3 separate regions of the Sus scrofa genome follow, and regions 1 and 3 are each linked to region 2. A link is a contact called in public Hi-C and HiChIP or PLAC-seq data. All regions are on one chromosome and are shown on one strand. The core of a region is the stretch at or near the end of the contact, and the rest is flanking DNA. Distances in the headings are between cores, read along the strand shown.

The links. A called contact is a pair of places that touch in the nucleus more often than the background predicts. HiChIP or PLAC-seq counts read pairs in DNA pulled down with a chosen protein or histone mark.
Region 1: a Hi-C map of fetal liver shows a contact between it and region 2, with 2.3 times the contacts expected there. The contact joins two enhancer-like sites. A contact is called at or near these places in 1 of 5 promoter capture datasets (liver), 24 of 47 Hi-C or Micro-C datasets (adipose tissue, alveolar macrophages, blood and 13 more) and 2 of 2 datasets of contacts at active chromatin or transcription factors (alveolar macrophages and skeletal muscle).
Region 3: a contact with region 2 is called in an H3K27ac HiChIP or PLAC-seq map of skeletal muscle. The contact joins two enhancer-like sites. A contact is called at or near these places in 4 of 47 Hi-C or Micro-C datasets (embryonic fibroblasts, omental adipose tissue and skeletal muscle) and 2 of 2 datasets of contacts at active chromatin or transcription factors (alveolar macrophages and skeletal muscle).

The regions. Positions count from the first base shown.
Region 1 is chr15:29,742,772-29,745,471 of Sscrofa11.1, reverse strand. No RefSeq gene overlaps it. Among named protein-coding and RNA genes, the nearest start is that of NIFK, 23 kb to the right of the region's middle. Within about 2 kb of position 1,266, at least 3 of the 83 cell types and tissues checked have an H3K27ac peak or open chromatin away from gene starts, as enhancers often do. A contact at or near this core is called in fetal liver, where this site is marked.
Region 2 is chr15:29,860,909-29,863,608 of Sscrofa11.1, reverse strand. CLASP1 (CLIP-associating protein 1) reads right to left here. Exons shown (of 38, transcript XM_021075175.1): 4 at 956-1,034. Among named protein-coding and RNA genes, the nearest start is that of CLASP1, 80 kb to the right of the region's middle. Within about 2 kb of position 1,353, at least 80 of the 83 cell types and tissues checked have an H3K27ac peak or open chromatin away from gene starts, as enhancers often do. A contact at or near this core is called in fetal liver and skeletal muscle, where this site is marked.
Region 3 is chr15:29,769,265-29,772,073 of Sscrofa11.1, reverse strand. No RefSeq gene overlaps it. Among named protein-coding and RNA genes, the nearest start is that of CLASP1, 12 kb to the left of the region's middle. Within about 2 kb of position 1,498, at least 1 of the 83 cell types and tissues checked has an H3K27ac peak or open chromatin away from gene starts, as enhancers often do. A contact at or near this core is called in skeletal muscle, where this site is marked.

The DNA.
Region 1 (2,700 bases), core at 17-2,516, 120 kb after region 2:
TAGAGCTCAGGGAACTCTGCTCAATATCATGTAATAACCTATAGTGAACAAGAATCTGCAAAAGAATAGGTATGTGTAGGACTGAATCACTTTGCAACCTAAAACTAACACAACATTATAAATCCATTATACTCACATAATTTTTTTAATTTTAAAAAATTTTTTAATTTTTATTTTTTTTGTCTTTTTGCTAATTCTTTGGGCCGCTCCCGCGGCATATGGAGGTTCCCAGGCTAGGGGTCTAATCAGAGCTGTAGCCGCCAGCCTACGCCAGAGCCACAGCAATGCGGGATCCGAGCCTCGTCTGCAACCTACACCACAGCTCACGGCCGGATCGTTAACCCACTGAGCAAGGGCAGGGACCGAAGCCGCAACCTCATGGTTCTTAGTCGGATACGTTAACCACTGCACCACGACGGGAACTTCAATTTTTTTTTAAAAAAAAGATCCATTGAGGGGAAAATAAAGGGAAGCTACAATGCACTAGAAAGAAGAAATTTTTATTTTTTAAAATTTAATTTAATTTTTTATTTTTTGCTTTTTAGAGCTGTATCCTCAGCATATGGAACGTCCCAGGCGAGTTGGTCAAATTGGAGCTGCAACTGCCAGCCTAGCAACAAGGGATCCGAGCTGTAGCTGTGACCCCACAGCTTGTGGCAATGCTGGATTCTTAACCCACTGAGCAAGGCCAGGGATTGAACCCGCATCCTCATGGATACTGCATCGGGTTCTTAACCTGTTGAGCCACAACGGGAACTCCAAAATAAATTCTTTTTTCAGGGCCCCACCCACGGCACACGAAGTTCCCAGGCTAGGGATCAAATTGGAGCTGCAGCTGCCAACCTGCACCACAGCCACAGCCACAAGGGATCCGAGCTGTGTCTGTGACCTACACCACAGCTCGTGGCAACGCTGGATCCTTAGTCCACTGAGAGAGGCCAGGGATCGAACCCACATCCTTAATGGATTCTAGCTGGGTTTGTTACCACTGAGCCACAATGGGAACTCCCAGAACAAATTTTTAATTTGTTCTGAAAACATGGTTTTTTGAAGTAAAAACAAATAACCTTGCCACTGGCCCCTATAGTTCACTTAAAGGACCTGCCTGCTGAATGTGTGTGGGGTCCTTACAACATCAGAGAAAGGACTTGTTCTGGCAGGAGCCATGAAGCAAACCCAACAGTTTGCACAAATGACTTTATGGCCTCCCACCCCCAGGCTGTTAAACCAAGGGTCAGCGTCCCTGCTGGCTGATGGGACATTCCTCACTGACACATACCTGCTCCGTGATTTGCTGGCCACTTTTTCCATCTAGCAGGCAGCTGTGGGTAATGTTTAACCAGGAAAAGAGGGGCAAATTATTTAAGACATGTTTACAATGCATGCGGGAGGTGGGGGGGCTCCCCCACAGATCACACTTGGGGGGGGGTGGCAAAAGTAACTATGGTCTTCCTTGCATAGTACTAGCAAAACAGGTGTCAAGCACTCCCCGCAGGCTTCCCAGAGCCCCTGTCTTCAGCTTGCTGAGACTTTTGGAAGCTACACCTGTTCACATGAGGACCTCAGGAGGGAAGGAAGGTTTCTATTTCCCGAATTCACTGGGGCCACAGGAATGTCCTTCAGCCCCTGCAGCGCCAGCGCTGGGCCATGTCAGCCTGACTGGACCAGGGATGTATTGGGACGTCTGCTTCTTTCCCAGCAGGGCTCTCAAGCTGCTCTCTGGCAGTAGAATTTCCAGTGCTGCTTGTTCTGATAAGACTTGACCCTTTCAAGATGGTATTTGTTTCAAATCTGTCAGTTTTTCAAAAATCTGTTACTTGAAACAACACGATCCTAGAGCACAGAGAACTCTACCCAATATCTTGTAATAACATATAAAGGAAAGAGTCTGGGAGTTCCTGCTGTGGCTCAGCGAGTTAAGGACCCGACACAGTCTCCGTGAGGATGTGGGTTCAATCCCTGGATTTGATCAGTGGGTTCAAGATCTGGTATTTCCACAAACTGTGGTGTAGGCCACAGATGGGGCCGGATTCTGCACTGCTGTAGCTGTGGTACAGGCTGGCAGCTGCAGCTCCAATTTGACTTCTAGCCTGGAAAGTTCCACATGCCATAGGTTCAGCTGTAAAAAGAAAAAGAAAAAAAAAAAAAAAGAAAGAAAGAGAAAAGAGTCTGAAAAAGAATAGATATATAGGAGTTCCTGTTGTGGCACAGCGGAAACAAATCTGACCAGTATCCATGAGGATGTGGGTTTGATCCCTGCCCTCGCTCAGCGGGTTAAGGATCCAGCATTGCTGTGAGCTGTGGTGCAGGTTGCAGAATTGGCTTCAATCTGGCATTGCTGGAGCTGTGATGTAGGCCAGCAGCTGCAACTCAAATTCAAACCCTAGCCTGGGAACTTCTATATGCCTCAGGAGTGGCCCAAAAAAGAAAAGAAAGAAAAAAGACAACCTTCTCCTTTGCTCTCCTCCTTCCCAGTGAGCTGAGGCATTTCTCCCATTTTCACTGTCATTAGTCACCCATGTTCCTGGGCACCTGTCCTGTGCTACTGGCTGCTGGGTGTGGAAGAGGAGGTGGGGGTGGGCACACAAAGACCTAGTCCCAGGGAGAGGGACAAGTGAGTGGTCACTCCGGTGGGGTGTCCCTTGCTCCTCACAGCTCACACTCTCTGACCTGTGACAGTGATCGGGGACTGGGGAGCCC
Region 2 (2,700 bases), core at 104-2,603:
GCCTGACTTTATCTAAAGATGCACACTACCCAGAGAGTTAACCGAATAGAACAAGTCTATGCGCACCCACTGAAATGGAGAAATTCTATAAGGAAATATTGCACAAACAGAGCTGCTTAATATTTATACTGTCATGGATGTCCAGACATCAGGAATTAAATCATCTCTTAATGTATGAAACCTGCAGATATTTTTATTTCATTTTACCAACTTAGGGTTTTTCCTTCAAAATGAGTGATGATTTACCACACACTTGTAATGACATTTACAACCAAAGTGAAAACAATCACACCAACAATAATCTGGAAAGGACATCCGGTCTCCAGAGTTCTCAAAGAAACTCAAAGTCAAATCTGAAAAAAAGGACAGACTGAACTTCTTTGCAGAACAGATGCTGACTCACAGACTTTGAAAAACTTATGGTCTCCGGAGGAGACAGTTTGGGGGGTGGGGGGATGTGCTTGGGTTGTGGGATGGAAATCCTGTGAAACTGGATTGTGATAATCATTATACAACTACAGATGTGATAAATTCATTGAGTAATAAAAAAAAAATAGAAACTCAAAGTCAAGAGTTAGGGACAGGCACCACAGTGTGAGAGCTAACGGGCAAAAGAAATAGAAGTAATAGTTTGTAACTAGAGCAGAAAGGTGGAAGAGACCAGCAGAAAGGTGTGGAAAGCCGGGAGGGCGCCAGGAGGCGTGGTGAGGCGGCGGGTGGGGCGCCCAGTAGGTGAGGGAGGGCGGCGGTGCAGCCCTGGCATCTAAAGATGCAGGAGCGGCGTGGGCTGGCCAGGGGCGGGGGCTGGAGGGTAAGACAGGGGAGGAGGCGGAGTCGGGGATGGAGGGGAAAGCTGGGGAACCCGCAGGAGGGACAAGGGTAGAGGCTGGAGCAGAAGGCTGAGGAGCGGGACGTGGAGGCTAGAGAGGAAAGCCCACGCCCGCCTGCAGCTCACCTGTGCCGATCTGCGCCTTGAAGCGATCCTGCAGCCGGGTGACCAGCGCGGATAGGATGTCCATGCCCAGAAGAGCCACCTGCAACGGGAAACAGCGGGCACGCGTCAGCTGCCGGCCCGGGGCGCCCCCGCCTGCCGAACCCCGGACCCCCCCCAGCACTGCTGGCTCAGACGCATCCCGAGGGCCTGAGAACGCGCGCCCACAGGCATGGTAAAATTGGGCGTCATGAGGAGAACTGCTATTGCCCAAGGGGGCTGTTAATGCCTCGAATATGTAATAGTCGGTGACAAGACCCGAATCAACCACCACTGCGGCAGCAGAACTACGTCCCGGCCGCCATCTGACAAGGGCGTGAGCGCGCGCGGCCCTGCCCCCTGTCAGCCCCGCCCCGGCAGGAGCACGTATGCAAATAAGCTCAATACCGGCGCGTGGCCTTCTGGGTAACACTGAGCGGTCTCTTTGCGACCTTCAAAGCCCCAGAAAACGAGGAGCAGGTGGTTTGCTCGGGGAGCTGTGATCAACAGAGGTACAACAGCTACTAGGCGACTGGGGCGGGACGTCCGGATTAGTCACCACAAGCAAACCTGGTATTGGTGCTTGGAGCTCCCGGCGCGAACGGCGCCATCATTCAACCATCCTTTTCTTGGGGTTGCGCTACTGTCCAATGAACGCATAGTGAGGGCAGTACTGCTAACGCCTAAACAACACACCCGCACCGGTTAGAGCTCTGCTTTATCTTGGTGCAATTTTTGGAAAAAAGATGAAACCTCTTTTCCACTACTTTTTAGTTCAAAAGTAATAACGAAGAGGAAACTAGTCTTGCGTCTTTTTGGTTACACTACTAACCTGTAGAGGGTGCTCCCGCTCGCTGTAGCTTTCAACATGTCAATTAATGGAGACCCAACATTTCAGTAACTTCCCCTATGATTTCAGATTTGGAATAATCCACTAAAGGTAAATTAAAATAACCCTTCCGATAGGAAGCACGTTTGCACTGCACAATATATTAAACACGGTTCCAAACGACCTCAGCACAAACCAGTTATAGTCAGAAGAAACTCTGAATCTTGCATCAGGCTGACGTTAGTTTCACGGCTCATAAAAGCAAAAACTATTGGCTTTTCTACTTAGCCTTAAAATCCACTGCTTCAAAACTGAGAAATCAAAACTGGACCAGTTATCACCAGAATACAAAACTACCCTTGCAAGAGACTGACCATTTGAAGATACTGAAAAACGTAAATTTTTTAAATTTTTCTAAAGAGAGCACTGGTTTGTGACAAGTTTTATTTTTAGTCTGTAATGATATAAAACACTGAAATAATAACTTGTGAGCCACAGAGGTTTAGGTATTCTTTCCCAAGAGGACAGCACCGAAGTGGGGGGCGGAGGGTGACTGTAGTAGCGCAGAAAAACCTGACAATATCACCTCAACCAGGTGATCACAGTCAACACATTGGTAGTATGTATGCTTCTAATGTGATTAAAGTGGCAGTTTAGGTCTATGATCGTTCACCTAAAAAATCCAAAGGCCCGTTTAACCATGAGAAGAATATCAAATCGCAATAGAAGGGTCATCCTAACACCTAACTGGTACACATCGAAAACAGGAAGTCAGAAATTGTCACAGCCAAGGGGAGCCTAAGAGACACAACAATTAAATGGATGGGATCCTGGAATTGATAATGGGTAACAGTTAAAAATTAAGACCTGAATAAACTATGGACTTTAGTTAATAATAATC
Region 3 (2,809 bases), core at 249-2,748, 92 kb after region 2:
GGTTAAAAGCACTGGGAGAGCAGGGAGATTGTTCTGAAAGCTTTGGTTCCTGGATGCTAGTTCTGGCTCTGCTTACTCTCAGCTGGTCACATTTTTTCTCAGGAGCCAATTCACAGTGTAAAAGATTGTGCTTGGAGCCTCTAAGGCCCTACCACCTTTACGATTGTATGCCTTTTCTTGATTTTTTCCCGCAATTTTGAGGATGACATTTTTTATTAGTATCTTCAGCTCTACCTCTTGGTATCTACTTTCTGGTTATGTTTTACTTAGATTGCTAGGTGCCTAGGTATTAGCTCATGTAGGAAGTTCAGCTTGGGCATAGAAAATGTTCTGCAGGAGTTCCCGTCATGGCGCAGTAGAAACGAATCCAACTAGGAACCGTGAGGTTCCACGTTCGATCCCTGGACTCGCTCAGAGAGTTAAGGATCCGGTGTTGCCACGAGCTGTGGTGTAGGTTGCAGATGTGGCTCAGGTCTGATGTTGTTGCTGTGGCTCTGGCAGAGGCAGGCATCTGTAGCTCCAATTGGACCCCTAGCCTGGGAATCTCCATATGCCACAGGTGTGGCCCTAAATAGCAAAAAAGAAATACAGACAGAAGACTGAAAAAAAGAAAGAAAATGTTCTGCAAGCAAATACATCAAAATATTAGCAAATGCCTGCTGTATAGCACTGGGAACTATGTCTCGTCACTTGTGATGGAGCATAATAATGTGAGAAAAAAGAATCTATACATGTATGTGTAACCAGGTCCCCATGCTGTACAGTAGAAAGTTGACAGAACACTGTAAACCATCTAAAATGAAAAAAAAATTTTTTTTAAATATTAGCAAATGATTATCTCTGGGTCATAAAAATTTTTGGCAAGCATTTTTCTCCTTTTTTCTTTTTTGGCTACCCCAAGGCACATGGAGTTCCCAGGCCAGGGATCATATCTGAGCTGCTGTTGCATCCTACACCGCAGCTGCAGCAACTGCTAATCTTTTAATCCACTGTGTTGGGCCAAGAATCAAATCTTTGTCCTGGTGCTGCAGAGATGCTGCTGATCCCCTTGTGCCACAGCAGGAACTCCAGTCATTTTTTAAATGTATGACTGTATTCTTCAAACATATATTTTTGTAAATTTTAACAACTTCTTAAAGGATTTGGTAGCATGCCCTAACAAACAGAAATCACTAAAGTCTGGGTGAGAAGATTTCTTTCTCTTCCTATGACTCAGGAAATATCTTCTAATCCAGGTTAGCCTAAATACTTTAGTAATAAGTACTTACATCTAATTGGATAGCTTTACTTCATCTTCTTCAAGAATCTCAGTGAAGAAGAAAATATTTTATATCTCTAGAACTAAAATTCAAGAAGAACAGCAACAAGATAGTCTATCCACATGGGCATCACAGCCCCCATGGAACCTGGATTTGCACTGCTCAGGACACAGTAGTCCCTTTGCTAGAGAAGTGGTGTGTGTTACAGAAATGTGCAGGCAAAGGCGGGTGTGTCTTTTGCATGTGATAAAAATAGGAGATGAGAAACAAGTTTGCTAAATCACGTTGGCAACCACTCCCTGGAGTGCAATTACATTCATTACCTGACTTACAAGTAAGTATCACCCGCTGAAGATAGTATAGGTGTCTGGCGCGCCTCTCATGGGCTTCCTCACCTGGCCAGGTGTTCTGCTACTGGGGTGCCCCTCTGGAAACACTACTGTGGCTGCTGGCATAGAAGTGATAGGGTCAGGGATGCACCCCTAGCTGTCAACTCACTGCATGATCCAGACAAGCCACTTAACCTAGTCACAAGCTCCAAAGTCACTCCATCTTTAATGGAGAGGACAGTTCCAGTTTCCAGTGTTGTCACAAGTGGTGTAATTTATATTACAAAAACCTACTTCTGGGTAACAAAGGTGGCATGAAAGTCGGGTTTCTAACTGCAAGAAGCATGACAAATCCAGGAGGTTCTATGGGCAGCTCTGATGCCAAACACGTGATTGAATAGTCCTTTAAGCTTTACCTGTTGCCCAGTGTGTCTGAATCCGGATCTATTCAGGCTTTTTGCGGACCATTCCTCACCCCCTTTATAAGGATAAAAAGCAAATTCCAAAAAGCAGCCCATAATAGAGTTTAAGTTTTAGGCTTTCCTTTGGAGTTGCCATCAGTGAGGTCTCTCAAGTAACATCGGACTGTGCCAAATTACAGTGGCCCAACCTACCCATCCAAATGCAAAGAGCCAATTAGAGGCTTTCAAAATCAGGAGTTCCTGTTGTGCCTCAGCGGGTTAAGAACCTGACACAGTGACCGTGAGAATGCAGGTTTGATCCCTGGCCTTGCTCAGTGGGTTAAGGATCCAGCATTGCCGTGAGCTGTGGTGTAGTTCACAGATCCAGCTTGGATCCACCGGTGTTGCTGTAGCTGTGGTGTAGGCCAGTAGCTGCAGCTCTGTTTCAGTTCCTAGCTTGGGAATTTCCCTATGCCATGGCGACAGCCATAAAAAGAAAAAAATCATAAGCAATGAGGCCCTGGTGGAAGATAAAATGAGAAAAAAATGTATAAATATGTATGACTGGGTCACTTTACTCTACAGAAGTTGACGAAATACTGTAAATCAACTCTAGTAGAAAAAAACATTTTTAAGAAAAAAATCAAATAAAAAAATAAATTTAAAAAAATTAAAAAGTAAAATAAAATAAAAATTTTAAGAAAGAAAAAAATCAAATGAAAGGGCAATTTGCTTTCCTTTATACATCATCTGAGAGACTCTCCATAGCCAGAATTTGATGTGCCCCTGGGTGAGCATTGCTGGCAATTACTCTATAGTA